Linked DNA regions of Mus musculus: region 1 is linked to region 2. Evidence: chromatin contacts called from public HiChIP or PLAC-seq data. All regions are on one chromosome and are shown on one strand. The core of a region is the stretch at or near the end of the contact, and the rest is flanking DNA. Distances in the headings are between cores, read along the strand shown. Region 1 holds the start of Serinc3 (serine incorporator 3). Region 2 has its middle 12 kb from the start of Ttpal.

The links. HiChIP or PLAC-seq counts read pairs in DNA pulled down with a chosen protein or histone mark.
Region 1: an HNF4G HiChIP or PLAC-seq map of pancreatic cancer cells shows a contact between it and region 2. The contact joins the promoter of Serinc3 here to the enhancer-like site in region 2. A contact is called at or near these places in 6 of 39 promoter capture datasets (the C10 cell line, embryonic stem cells, liver and 2 more), 2 of 15 datasets of contacts at CTCF or cohesin (CD8 T cells and the NIH/3T3 cell line), 3 of 484 Hi-C or Micro-C datasets (CD8 T cells, cardiomyocytes and epidermal suprabasal cells), 7 of 115 datasets of contacts at active chromatin or transcription factors (the SCID.adh cell line, T-cell acute lymphoblastic leukemia, bone marrow-derived macrophages and 3 more) and 3 of 9 other capture datasets (adipose tissue, liver and pancreatic islet).

The regions. Positions count from the first base shown.
Region 1 is chr2:163,643,560-163,646,878 of GRCm38.p6, reverse strand. Serinc3 (serine incorporator 3) reads left to right here and starts at 1,736. Exons shown (of 10, transcript NM_012032.4): 1 at 1,736-1,881. The coding sequence starts at 1,843. It overlaps 0610039K10Rik (RIKEN cDNA 0610039K10 gene), which reads right to left and starts at 2,029. Exons shown (of 1, transcript NR_028113.1): 1 at 1,079-2,029.
Region 2 is chr2:163,588,163-163,591,474 of GRCm38.p6, reverse strand. No RefSeq gene overlaps it. Among named protein-coding and RNA genes, the nearest start is that of Ttpal, 12 kb to the left of the region's middle. Within about 2 kb of position 1,949, at least 36 of the 459 cell types and tissues checked have an H3K27ac peak or open chromatin away from gene starts, as enhancers often do. A contact at or near this core is called in the NIH/3T3 cell line, bone marrow-derived macrophages and pancreatic cancer cells, where this site is marked.

The DNA of each region.
Region 1 (3,319 bases), core at 487-2,986, 56 kb before region 2:
ACCTTGACCTTCTTATCCTCCGACCGCTTCAGGCCAAGTACAAGGTGTATATTGGTCACCAGGCCTGGCTTACGTAGAGGTGGAGTTCAAATACTAGACAAGCACTCTACCAATTGAACTACAATCCTCAGCCCTTGAATAAACTTCTACTGAAAAAAAAATCCTCCTGTATATACCATCTCATATTACTTATTGAGTGAAATTGTTGGTTTCTGGGTGGAAGCCAGAAAAAAGAAAACTCATTTCCAGAGATAAGCTTAAAACTGAAAGCTTTATTTTCTAAGCATGCAGGGAGCCGGCCAGTTTGGGATCTGTACTTTTTTTTTTTTTTTTTTTTTTTTTTTTTTTTTTTTTGGTTTTTCGAGACAGGGTTTCTCAGTGTAGCCCTGGCTGTCCTGGAACTCACTCTGTAGACCAGGCTGGCCTCAAACTCAGAAATCCTCCTGCCCCTGCCTCCCAAGTGCTGGGATTAAAGGCGTGCACCACCACCGCCTGGCTGGGATCTGTACATTTTTAAGGGATGGGAACCCAAAGCAGGGGGTAGTGGGGAGCCTCAGTATTATCTAATTGTATTTTGATATTATGGGTACCTATTGGAGACTGGGCTGTATCCTGGGCACCTGGCTTCAAGGTCATTAATTCAGCTCTTGGAGTCAAGTCTTCTGGACTCTGGCCCGGAATTTTAGAATGATAAGGGAACAGAGGAGTGGGCGAGCTGCATGTAGTCAATTAGTGCATAACAGGCAATGGTTATAGGTTTTTATAACTTATGCATGTTGGCTCAGATAACAGTAGTTTCTATATTCTTTACTGGTTAACAGACAAGAAAACATTTGGACAAGTGGGGTAGGCATTCGGAGCAGGACCTTGTTTGGCCCGGCCTTCAAGGAGGGGAAGTTGTCCCTGAAATATCTGGACTCAGACAATTGTTTTCAACCGAGGTTGCTGAGCTGTTGGTAAAGTCCCCAGCTCCCCCAGGGCCTGAGACCTTGAATTTAGAAAACGAAAACGGTAGTACTTAGCATAAGTTTCTTTTGCTTGTTCCCAACAAAATGAGGACATGACTGCTCCAAGGTATGGCTGAGGAGAAAATTTTTATTATAGATATGAGAACGAGTACAGCCAGAGGCATCGGGAAGAGTCTAGGACAGGGAAAGTAGTGAGCTGAACCTGGCCAGCAGACTGACCCCCGCGGAGGGAGGGGGCAGGGGGAAAGGGGGGCAGGGGAAAAGAGGAAGGGGGAAAGGGGAAGGGGAGACAAGGCTGGAGAAGTTTCCGGTAGGGTGTGGGGTAAGAAGAGTGGCTTTTTTGTTCGTCTGAAACTCTATGTAGCACAGGATAGTTTTGAACTCCTGATCCTCCAGCCTCATCCTCTTTAGTTCTGGGATTACAGATGCTAACTGATTATTGAATGGCCCAACATAGCCTGTTTGCCTCTGAGTTTGCCAACATTCCATCTCTCAATAATCACAAAGTACTGCCCAGCCACGACTTAACAGTCTGTAGGATCTTTATTTAATTCGGATGTAGCTTCTTCCGAGGATAAGTGCAGTTCGTAGGGAACATGCTGTCTTTCTGCACCTTTATGTTGCCTCTGACCACCAGCGCCCCAAGCGAGCCCGGAGTTGTATGCCACGAACCCTCTACGTCCTCTGCCACCCCAGCAGTCTTAGGCTCCGCCTTCTCCCCCTCCGTGGGCGGGGCCACCCAATGACGTAAACTGGGCGTCCTGCGAAGGGCGGGCCCTGTTTCCGGCTTGAGGATCCGTCGCGTTTCTGAGGCGACGCCTCAGTCAGCAGTTAGGATCCGCTCGGAGCGGTCGGTCTCGGCCCCGGCGTCACCATGGGGGCCGTCCTCGGCGTCTTCTCCCTCGCCAGCTGGGTGAGTCCCGAGGCCTCGGCCGTCCGGGGCCTGAGGCGCGCAGGGGGTGGGTGTCGGGCCGCCCGAGGCGGACCCTCCACTCTCTGAGGCTAACAGAGAGGAGCGGGCAGGCCCAGGGTCCAGGCCCGGTAGCCGTCGTCCCGGAGTCGGGGTGCGGCGGCTCGGCTGGCTCTCGCTGTGGGCGGAGGGTCGCGGGAGGCCGGACCGCCATTGTTTACAATTTCGACGCCCCGCCCCCGCCAGCCTTCCGGACCCAGGGTTCCCGCGGCCAGGCGACGCCGAGGTTCCACGGCGCGGGTTCCTGAGTGGCTAGAGGATGGCGTCAGGGAATTTAGGGCCACTGTAGTCATTTTTCTTCATAGTTCGGCATATGCCAGCGCTACTGAGTGGGGTTGGGAGCGGGGCTTTTAAGTCAGCCCTGCTGCAGGTCGCGAGCAAAAGGCGTTTAATTAGAAGCCCCGCGGCCTAAATATTTTCGAATTAAACACCCTAGCATTCCTCTCCTCCAGAACTGTTGTGAGGATAAAGTAAAGAAATTAGTCCGATTCCCCTTGTCAATGGTAAAACGTTTTTAGAAGTTAATTTTAGGATCTCTTTAACCTAAGGAATAATCTAACAAATCTGCCTCAGAGGAACTTGGTAGCTTGAACCACAGTGCCTAATTGTTTTCTCCTTCCCGAGCTGATGTAATGAACCAAGGACTCAGGCTCTGCTCATGTCAATGGCATGTCTCAGGGCAGAAGTAATGTCGAAGATATCTTGTATATTTTTCTCCTCCTGGTTTAAAACCATAATTTGAAAATATCCTATCCAGGTGTTCATATCTAGAAACTCCTTGCATATATTGTTAATTCAGTTTTTACCCAGTAGGGGGTTAGGATACCAGAGTGGAATGAGAGAAGAGTACGAAATTAAAGGCTGTGGAGGGCCATGGCAGATCATTTGTTATTTGTTTTGAGACCCTGTCTCAAAACAGGGAGGTGCAAATTACAGTTTATGGGTAGGTTTTTAGAGGCTGTGGGTTTAGTCTCCAATTGCCACTATCCACCCCCATCTCCCATCCCACGCCAAAAAAGGGGGACAGAATATCAGGGAGCCAAATCATGCAGATACCCACTGTATGCCTTTATTTTTTAGGCAATCTCTTTGGTCATTCTGGGTGTTTAAGATTGCACCCAGGACCTTGTTTGTCCAAAGCTTATCTCTGAGAGCTCCTCCAGCTACACCTCCAGTCCAGTCTGGATTAAAGATTTCAAAGGACTTTTGTACGTGTTTAATTTTTGCCTTATTGAGATAGGTCACCAGATCTCCCTGAGTATCCCATGCTGGCCTTTCATTCACAGTTCTCCTTATTGGGATTGTAGGAAGGTGTTACTCCTGGCAAAGAAGTTTGGCCTTTACTTTTTTTGAAATATGGTTTTACGTTGTAGCCCAGGTT
Region 2 (3,312 bases), core at 700-3,199:
TGGATGCTGGGAACCAAGTTCTGATCCTCTGGAAACATAGCAGGTGCCCTTCACCAAGAGCCACCTCTTCAGCCCCCTCCGCTGTAGTTAGACAGTTACTGAGGATTTGATGCAATAGAGTCTAATATTGCTTTTCTGGATTTTTAAACTGTCTCTATAGCATTGTAACTCACACTATTAAATGTACAGCTTTGTGACATCAGTGCACACGTTGGCTCAGAGGCTGGAGATGAGGCGCTAGGACCCATGGGACAGTCCGGTAACTGCTTCCTTAGCTTGGCTAGCTCTCTCAGTCTCTGGAGAGTCGATGTCATCATCTTGAACTTAGCCCTCTGTGTTTTTCCATATTGTTCCAACTCCTGTGAGATACAGGCTCCATTTTAATAAAAACCATATGGGGGCTCTAAGGAGGGTCTCTGGCATCTAAGGGTGGGTTGGAAGTACTGAAGGGCAGGCTGGAATTCTCAGAGGGTCTAAGGAACATTTTTCTGACAGGCTTGTTTAGGGGGAGACCCCCATCCCTGGAAATTGGGGACCTAGGGTCCAGGCCTGGTTCCTTCTCTAGGTCCCTGTGACATGACATTGTGAGTCACTGGTGTCCCAATCACAGAAAAATGTCTTCCTGATGCTAGGTTTTCCCTATCTCCCTTGCTTTCCCTCATCCGCTCTTCCCCAAAGCCTGGGAAGAAATGAGCAGGTGTAATGGTTAGCGCTCACAGGTGTTTCTTCAGCAAAGAAGAGACTGAGCATGCCAGACCCAACCAGATGGGTAGCACATTGTGGCCCATGGGGAGTGGTCCCAGAAATTATTCCCCCACCCAATATGTAAAGGAGATGTCAGGCCTCTCCCCAGGCAGGGGATGATGGGAATTTTCTGCCGATCTTCCCACTAACGACTTCAGTTCCTGTCAGGGCTGGGCCCACAGGCCATAAATCGCTTTACTCATTCGTTGCTCAGTATCTGGCAGCTCAGGGTTTGTCAGGAGCCTGTCGCCATCCTTATCTTGTTACACGCCTTGGCATTGCTTCGCCACTTTTTAAAAATGCAGTCTTGCAAGCAGGGTGCTTTGGTCATCTCTTACTTTGGAGTTGGCAGACTCCGCCCGTGGCAAGTGGAATGAGGGAGGGGCAAGAGGGCTCAAGCTTCCGGGGTGTGAACTCCGAGTCACTTCCCTCTGGGGTCTAGGGTGGCATCTGATGTGAAGCTGTGGGAGGACTGAGAAGTGGTCATTTAGAGCCAGCGCAAAACCAAAATGAGGCTCCTTTGCTGGGTGACCTCGGGCAAGAGTGCTTCTCCTCCTCCTCCTCTTCTTCCTCTTCCTCTTCTTCCTCCTTCTCTTCTTCACCATGGAGTGAGAAGGAATGGGGGTTGTTTGCTTACAATGACACGCAGGTACCCTTAACCCGTGAGTCTGTTGCATTAAGAGTTGGGACTTGGAGCCGGGCGTGGTGGCGCATATGCCTTTAATCTCAGCACTTGGGAGGCAGAGGCAGGCAAATTTCTGAGTTCGAGGCCAGCCTGGCTCTATAGAGTGAGTTCCAGGACAGCCAGGGCTACACAGAGAAACCCTGTCTCGAAAAACAAAAAACGAAACAAAACAAAACCCCCAAACCAAAACAAACAAAACCAAGACTTGGGACTTGGGGCTGGAGAGATGGCTCAGTGGTTAAGAGCACCAGCTGCTCTTCCAGAGGGCCCAGGATTAATTCCTAGCACCCATATGGCAGGCTGCAACCGTGTGTAACTTCAGTTCCAGGACATCTGACCCCCTCACACAGACATACATGCAGCCAAAATACCAATGTACATAAAATAAAAATAAACCGATTATTTGAAAAGCAGAGTTGGGATTGGATTTGACCTCTGGGGACAACCTGGTGACTCCTTTGCCATCTCCAGTCTCAAATCCCTCATCTCCCTCATTGTGTAAGAGCCCACTCTTGACTGCCTCGTGGCTTGGCTCTCTTATCTCAACTCCCATTGGCTCTCTTGAGTTCCTCACACCACTCTCCTCCCTAGACTCGGCCCCACTTCCTCAAGGTTTCTTTCACCAGCTCCAAGGACCCAGGCTGGCCACCAAGTCTTCAGCATACAGTCCTTCAGGGGACTCTTAAGATGCAAACTCACCAAGGAAATCCTTATGGTATGATTCATTTATTATGATTTGAGTATTCACATGGCACACAGTCCAAGCAGTTGAAGTGCCTCCTCCAGCCATACACCCTTGTCCCCAGCTTTTATGTCTTCCTCCCAATCTGTCCTTGTCTACTGGTTTCACGGGGTTTAATGGCCTCAGCTCACAGCAATGCTTGCTTGCTTGTTTGTCTTTATGGATCTGAGTGATTTTACCTGCGTGTATGTATATTTGTGAAGGATGTGTTCCATTGGGTTAGAGGAGATTGGGGTGCTGGAGTTATGGAAGGTTGTGAGCTGTTTGTGCTGGGAACGGAATCCAGGTCCTCTGGAAGAGCAACCAGTGCTCTCAACCTCCGAGCCAGATGGTTCTCGGCAGTCCCCACAGTGGGTTTTGGAGCTGTGGCAGAAAAGCCACCCAGGCAGAGAGAACAAGAAGGGTCTTGAAGCTATGGACCAACGTTGCTGAGGTAAGAGGGAGAGGGGGTCAGGTTAGTAGATGGCAGAGGGGGGCTGTTGTTTTTGCTCTTGTTTGAGACGGGGTCTCACTGTGTAGCCCTGGTTGGCCTGAGACTTGCTGTGTGGACCAGGCAGAACTGGAATTTGCAACGATTCTGCTGCACCTCCCTCCCTAGTGCGGAGATTCCTGTATGTGCACTACCTCACGGGGCTAGAAACCTGGATGCTGCTCTGTGAGGCCTGGCGAGGTGAAGTGGGGCTTAGTCATTTGTGTCTCATATGAACACTGCAGAATGTGGGTGCTGGGTTTAGGGAGGCCAGGAGAGAGGCAAGTGTGGGCTTCTGGTAGGGAGGACCAGGGTTGGAGAGGGAAGGTGGAGAGAAGAGGCGGGCTTTGGATATTTGGGCTGGTCTTGTGGGAGGAGAGACCCTCCCAGCCACAGGCTCTGCTAACTCCTTGTCCCTGTTGGCAGTATTGTCTGAGTGATTACTGGGTTAGAATGTACCACTACAATTTCACAGAGCAGGCCTGGAGAACTTACAGGCTAAAGCTCTGACTAGAGGGTCACCATTTACTCTAAGGCAGTGACCACAGTGGCCTGCTACCTGCTGGGAGACTAGTATTTCTCACAGATATGTCATGCACCTGTCAGTGCCCAGGAAATCACCTCGAAGGCAGCCTGCCATGTACAGTCTTTTTCTGAAGGGCAAAATCCAGA